Linked DNA regions of Mus musculus: region 1 is linked to region 2. The links are chromatin contacts, called in public Hi-C maps. All regions are on one chromosome and are shown on one strand. Each heading gives the region's core, a stretch centred on a gene start, on an enhancer-like site or on the middle of the called end of the contact. The rest is flanking DNA. Distances are from core to core; before and after follow the strand shown.

What was found. A called contact is a pair of places that touch in the nucleus more often than the background predicts.
Region 1: a Hi-C map of stem cell-derived motor neurons shows a contact between it and region 2, with 2.2 times the contacts expected there. The contact joins the enhancer-like site here to the promoter of Hoxb5os in region 2. A contact is called at or near these places in 12 of 39 promoter capture datasets (the C10 cell line, the HPC-7 cell line, cranial neural crest and 8 more), 5 of 15 datasets of contacts at CTCF or cohesin (the NIH/3T3 cell line, embryonic stem cells, large pre-B cells and 2 more), 19 of 484 Hi-C or Micro-C datasets (CD4 T cells, CD8 T cells, LSK cells and 8 more), 25 of 115 datasets of contacts at active chromatin or transcription factors (CD8 T cells, Th17 cells, bone marrow-derived macrophages and 17 more) and 3 of 9 other capture datasets (adipose tissue, liver and pancreatic islet).

What each region holds. Positions count from the first base shown.
Region 1 is chr11:96,577,685-96,581,072 of GRCm38.p6, reverse strand. All of the region lies in intron 4 of Skap1 (src family associated phosphoprotein 1), which reads right to left. Among named protein-coding and RNA genes, the nearest start is that of Gm38960, 39 kb to the right of the region's middle. Within about 2 kb of position 1,967, at least 19 of the 459 cell types and tissues checked have an H3K27ac peak or open chromatin away from gene starts, as enhancers often do. A contact at or near this core is called in pancreatic islet and stem cell-derived motor neurons, where this site is marked.
Region 2 is chr11:96,305,621-96,309,022 of GRCm38.p6, reverse strand. It overlaps Hoxb5os (homeobox B5 and homeobox B6, opposite strand), which reads left to right and starts at 2,113. Exons shown (of 3, transcript NR_131758.1): 1 at 2,113-2,286. It overlaps Hoxb5 (homeobox B5), which reads right to left. Exons shown (of 2, transcript NM_008268.2): 2 at 2,902-3,402. It also overlaps a transcript of Hoxb3 not described here.

The DNA.
Region 1 (3,388 bases), core at 718-3,217, 270 kb before region 2:
TTTCTGATAATAGTTTAGAACAATGCACCATCTCACTAAATAGCTATATGTAATGTTTTGAACAATTCGGTTACAGTATTTATGTAGCAAACATTTTCATTTTCCTGTTTAAAAAAAGTCTCTGGAATCTTATTCATGCCAGAACAAGCCTTGTTAAGCTTCTTGTTAAATTTTAAGAATGGGAGTTCCTTGCTTCTAATGTAAATAAACATTTTGAATACCCTGTTAGGCACTGCCTTGACAATTCTCCAGTAAATTTTCAAAAGGTATAAATGATATCCTTAACTTAAACTGGCCTCTCATAATTCAACCACTAGCTAAGGTTTCTGTAGACACAAAATCTTGCATTAACATAAATCTTTGTTTGTATAAGGAACGATCTAGATAACAGAGATATAAATACCTATGTGTCGGTATGTATATATACATGTATGTTCACATATATGGTATTTTAGAGGCTCCCATCTATTTTGAAATACATATACAGAGACCATGCAAGGTAATTGAATCAATGTTCAATAGTCACGGAGCGCAGTATGACAGTTTTTAATGCTTGCTACGCTGCTATGCAACTCCTTACTCGTTATTATCCCTGTCAGCTACTCTGAGTGCCCGGCAGACAAATGCTAGCCCAAGTCTTGATCATTCATTTCTCATTGGAATTATCTCAAGCCTAACTCTCGAGAACTGCTTCTCCATGCTGTCCTGAGGAGATCAGAGTAAGTAGAGAGGAACCCTTATGGGAGAGACAATTCGGCACCTTGCTTTTGAAGGGCTCTCATCTTGGTTTTGCCTCTACTTGTGCAAACACAACTTCAGAAGACTCCCTTTCTATTATGGCAAGGCTCCTGTGTGGCTAGAAGCAGTGTGTTTGGTTGCCAGAAGCAGTTTTTGCGGAATGTCTCAACTTTCTCTTTATATTCTTAGCAACTCTCCCCCCCTCCCCAACTGACTTTAATGCCAATCCCAGACATCAGTTAACAGAACCCGGCCATGAACAGCTGTACCGAAGCAAGCAGCAATTCGTTATTTGGTTCACTTTGGGGGTATTTGTCCTATGGGTTTTCTAGCCAAAGGCTTATATGTTTCCCAAGAGAAATTTACTTTCATGAGAGAAGAAAATAGAAGCAAATCACTGCTGTTAGACCCCCAAGTCAAAGACACTGGTTTGTTATCCTGTACATGGGAAGTTTAAAAAGCCCACAGTTATAAAAGCAATCATGGTCCCAATCCGTCTCTCATTCTTTCCCAATGTGAAAAATTACAAATGGAACCAAATTTTTCTCTGTCAATAGAATGTGTATGATTACAGCTGTTCATATTTCCACTCTAATGAAGGGCTGCACATTTAATTGTAAGATTTATTAGGGGCTGTACATTGCTGTGTACATGCAAAAACAGTTAATTGACATCTAAAATGCTGGTTGTTTATTCTGACATTAATGATCATATTTCTTCATTTGAAATGAAGAGCATTTTGGGGGGATGTATTTTGTTTCCTCCAAATAAGAAATTAATAAAGTCAATGTAAGAAATAAAAGGAGCCAGAAGGAAAGGAATATTGATTTATGCATGTGAAGACAGGGGAGATACAAGGATGCTTTATTTATTTATTTATCTTTAAAGTCCATAATCCCCCATTCTGCTGGAAACAAGAGGGTTGATTGCCAGCTTTGTTTGAATTCACAGAGATCTCATACAAGGCCGGGTTCATAAACAGGTGAAATGATGGAGTTTATTGCAACGCACATCAACACTGAAACTAAATAACTGTGTTGCCATCTCAGTCCCGCTGAAAGACGGATGGTAAACTTGACCTGCCGCTGGTACTATCCGATTGCCATTTTTTATTCCCCCTTCGCTGCCCCCCCCCCCAGGCTGAGCCACGTTGAGTAAATGCATGTGCACGGTCAGGTCAGACCCCTGGATCGGGTGAAACTCCGTTCACATTTGCATACAGGCGGAGTCTCACAATGAAAGCCCATCTGTTCCCGTCTCGGAGTACAAATCGATTGTCACCCAACTCGCTGCAAACGACAGCAGCGTGGCCATTAGGTGGAGGAACACTCGGCTCAGGTTACGGATATGGAACTGCTGACTTGGGTTTAAATACCTGATAACTGAAGACTCTTCATTATACGTGAACAAAGAGTGAACTTTGAACTGTTCAGGGGATAACTTCTCCTAAGATTGGGCTCCCCCCCCCGTTTTATCCATTCCTAATACTTGACTGTTATATTTCCCACTGTCTCTGTTTTTGTATAAAAATTAGCCAGGCCGACTGTCATGATGTCCTAAATAATCGCCCCCCTCCCCTTTAAAGCGAGGCGTAGGAGGTGGAGCAGCCTCAGAGTATGTTGTAAATAGAGGGTGAACTCTGAACTCTAGATGCCCTCAGAGGTCGTTAATATCATGGTGATGTTGTTCCTTGAACTTCTGAATTTTACCAGGGTGGAATTTTTAGTTGTAAGAGTTTAACCAAAGTGTGAACTGCCTCAGCCCTTCAGCCTCCCTGCCAACCCATTCAGTTACTGGAGGCACCTGTCTCTGAGTTCTCCTCCGCTCACGGGCCTCATGTTTATTCCAGAGAAGTTTACCAATCACAATCTGAATCAGAGAGGATGTTTTTCCCCCCACCTCTCCCTTGTCTTCTTTCTCCTTTCTCTTTAAAATTCAGCAAGTACCTTAGAGTTTACAGACAGAAAACACAGAGTCTGACAAAAAGACAGAGCTGTTCGAGAAGAAACCCCAGGATAATAAGCCCATCCAGGCAGCAGACGTGATAAACACAAGAAAATTCATGAGCAGAACTATGGGTGGGTTTTCATCACATGCCTGCTTGTCCTGCTTTCTAGCAGGAGTTTCTTTCTTTCAAAGGGAGACACAAGCAAGTGGGGTTTGATCGTGGGTGTTTATATCTGAAAGAGCTCTGCATTGTGCTTCATGAATCACGTGTAACATTAAAGCAGTATTTGGATCATTATCCCACTTTGGCCAGGTCCTTGTGGGTGGTGTTGCCTGTCCACACATACAAGCCCCAGTATGGAGTGGAAAAACATCTTTTGTAACTAGTTACGCTACTTGGTCTTCAACCAGGAATAACGTCATTGCACGGGGGGCGATTTAATAAGTGGTGGAGTGGAAATGGTTGAGCAAGAACTTTCCTGGTTCACTTTAAAGCAGCTATGCACTTTGTCTTATACACACTTCTCTCATAAGATACTTCCTACACTGTTTTACAGAGTATAATGTATTGAGGTGACACTTAGGGGAACTCCAGACTGTTTAAAGCCAGGCTTCCTTTACCACTGCATGTCTTCTGTGCCATTGTTCTTATTGTTGTCCCTTTAAAAATTATACCAGGGTAAAGAAGAGGGGCAGATTTTTC
Region 2 (3,402 bases), core at 864-3,363:
CACCCGCAACCAGAACTGTTCTTTGCCATTCTGAAAAAATCTATTCAAACATGCTTCATAGATGTCTCAAGGCCGTTGGCCTTGAACATTCTATCAGAGTTTGTTAAACTGACATGCAAAGTGTAGGAGGGGGGGTGCATCTTTTCAGAGACAAGCCTGGTTATCTGGGGCTCAGGACCCTGAAAGGATCTGGAAAGCAAGATAGACTGAGGCCAGGAGCCAGGAAAAAAAACGATTCCCATGGAACCCCCAGGTTAGACTCTGCTACTGCTGCACACCTCCTCTGCACTTCTTTGAACTGCTTTGAAGCCCTCAGAAGCCAAACCTCCAAAGCGTATTCATATTTTAAGTGTTGCTGGCATCCTTTGATCCTTTGGGAGTGGAAAAGAGTGTCCTTTACAAGGGGTGTAAATGTCCATCGTTCTTTGAGAGATGCATCTTTAAGCTAGGGTGAGGCTCCCATGCCCTTGGTCTCTTTCCTCTGATCCTAAAGCCCATTGAGACTCTCCAGTAATTTTGGATGTGGGCAAGGAATAGTGGGCTCAAAAACAAAAACAAAAAACAAATAAAAAAAAAAACAGAGAAAGAGCAAGGGGTGGGGTAGAACAAGAAGGGCTAGAGCATCACTATCCCCTCAATGGGAAACAGGGAGACCCTGTGGCCCTTCTTTGTCAGAGATCACAGCCCCTCAAAATGCTAAGTCCTGTTTTAGGAATTATCCACCGGAGTTGGTGAACCTAGAGACAGTGAGCTTTTGGGAAGCAGGACCTGAGTCACTGGCCCCAGAGATCTCAATGAAAAGCATGGAGGAGACACAGCCATTTGATCCGTAAGAGGATTCTAGCTGTTAGAAGAAGACTGACTTTTCCTTAGAAAACAAGTTTTCCATGGTGGGGTCCAAATGTGGAAATCCCTCTGGTTTACAGTGGTACACAACAAAGAGAGCATTCAGAGTCCCGGAGAGGGCAGAAGAGGAAAGAGAAAGACTAACACCTGAGTCTCTTTGGGGATCTATGTTCCTGGGCAGGCTGTATTTGTGGCAGGCTATAGTTAGACACACCTCTGTCTTCCAGACCTGGAGAGAAGCTCTCATCTTTCAGACCCCTGGTTGGGAATTAGGTTTGCAACTGAAGGCTATGAACCGCCTACCCCCCAATCCGCTCCTCATTTTGACTCAAGCTCCTTCTTAAGAGACCACCAAAAGAAATCAATTTAAGACCAACAGGATGAAGTTGGGTATAAAAAGCACCGAGCTCCCGGAATTCTGGATAACCCTGGGGAGACCATAGAGAGTGCAGGGGCAGACGTTAAAAACCCAGAAAACATTTCAGGGCAAGGTAGCCCACAGCAGCCACCTTCCCTATCCTTTTCTCTAAATGTATCCAGGTAAAAAACGACCTGCGGGGGGGGGGGGCGCGGAGTGTGCCCCCAACACACCCCAAACAAATTCCATAAAGTTTCTTTCCTTGGGACTAAGGGAGATCTCTCTGAAGACACCCCCCCACCAACCTTTATCCCAGCAGTCCACATCCCTCTTTCTTGTCCCCTAATTTCCAAAGACATTGAAGGAACATGGACCCCACAAGACCCCCTTTCTCCACAGAGTCCAGTGCTCTTGCACATAAACACCAGACACCGCCCATCACTGAAGCCTTACAGAACTAAGCCCTCACTTCAGGCACCCCACTTCTCAGAACTAGATATATATATTTAATGTTAAATTTCCCCTGTATCATTCTACAGCCCTATTGGAAACAAAATTCTCTTCTCCCGTCCCAAGCCCCAAAACTGCAAGGAGAGAAATCGAAAGCTGAAAGCGACTTACTGTGGAGTTCTGGGCCTGGCTGTAGGCACTGCCTTCTTGGGCTGCTCTAAGCTAGAAGAGCGCTCACCTACCTCTGCCCCCTTCCCCACCACAGTGAGCAGTTAAAGTGTCACTTAACATTCTGGAGAATGTGAAATATACCGCGCGGTGTCAACTCCCCAAAACCATAAAACTAACTTTATGGACCTCACGTGACTTTCTCGAGCCAGTGAGGGGTATCTGTCTGACTTCTCGGCGATTTTTACGATCTAACTTCGAGATAAAACCCCTATCCATTTGACATCTAAATGTCATAGCGACTTTTGGGGTAGTTTGCTTTCGGCAAAGGGGGACAAAGTCATGGGGTGAGAGGGAAGGAGGACCCAAAACAGCCTCCAAGACCCTCACCATCTCTTCACCGGCTCCCCCTCCCCCCCCACAGGTCCTGTAAGAAGTTGGGCCCAGCTGGAAGGGATTGACCGGTAAGTGTCCAGACTTGACTCTTATGCTCAGGGTGGAAGCTCAACTGGATGGAGGAAAACTGGGCCCTGGTTTTGGACCAGGCTGGAGGGGGAGCCAGGGGTCTTTCAGAAGAAACCCTAACCAAGAGGGGAAGGTCAGTCGGGACCCCTGGATAGGAGAACCCCTTGAAAAGTATAGAGAAGGCCAAGTGTGACCAAAAAAAAAAAAAACCTTTGAAGCTAAGCAGATTTCCTCCCCCTTAGTGGGTGGCAGAGCTGAACATTTGAGCTTTTGGAACAGGAGACAGGGCATCTGGGCAGGCCTTTACCAGACTCAAAGGACCAGAGGCCTTCTTGCTCAGAATTTAGGCCCAAATTACTCTTCCTGGAGCATTTTCCAAAGGCTTTCCATACCCGCTGAGTATCAGGATGGGGTCCAGCTGAAGGCCACGTGAAGTTCCTGGGCCTCTCAGTCCCCTCATCAAGCCTCAGTGGGCCAAGCCTGGGAGTGAGGTGGCTTTGAGGGATTTCTGGTGGGCTTCCCTATGCCCTAGATTTATTGAAGATGGTCTTAGACCAGGTTGTGCTGGATGGTGAAAGAGTCAGACCCTCTGAGAAAAGACAAGTAGAGGGCACTGGAGTGGGGGAAACATTTATTCAACTTCAAGGAAAGCTACAGACATACCAAAAGCTAATCACTGAGACAGGCCTGGCAAAGACAGATTTCACACGTAGCACAGCATCCACCCGCTCACTACAAATGGTCTTGGAAGCGAAATGGGTGAGAGAGGAAGTGATTGGCCTGACCCAGACTATCCCCATATTTACAGCATTGGGCCTTCTAGCCAGACCCACGGATTCACAGAGAAAAATCACAAGACATTTTACACTGAGGATTATTTCTGATTCCATACGCTTCCAGACTAGGCCTTGTGGGGCCTACCAGGCAGCAGGAGTTCAGCTCTTGCTCCTTTCCTCTCCTCTTCTCAATGTCCACACTTTGACCCTTCCCTAGCTCCCTTCCCACCCCAAGGAACAAGCTACCTGAGCCTAGGGAGTGGGGGCTGGGTGGGGCTGAAGAAGGATGAGGTGGGAGAAAAGAGACACAGACAGTGGGCTCCATTTCCCAGGCCAGCT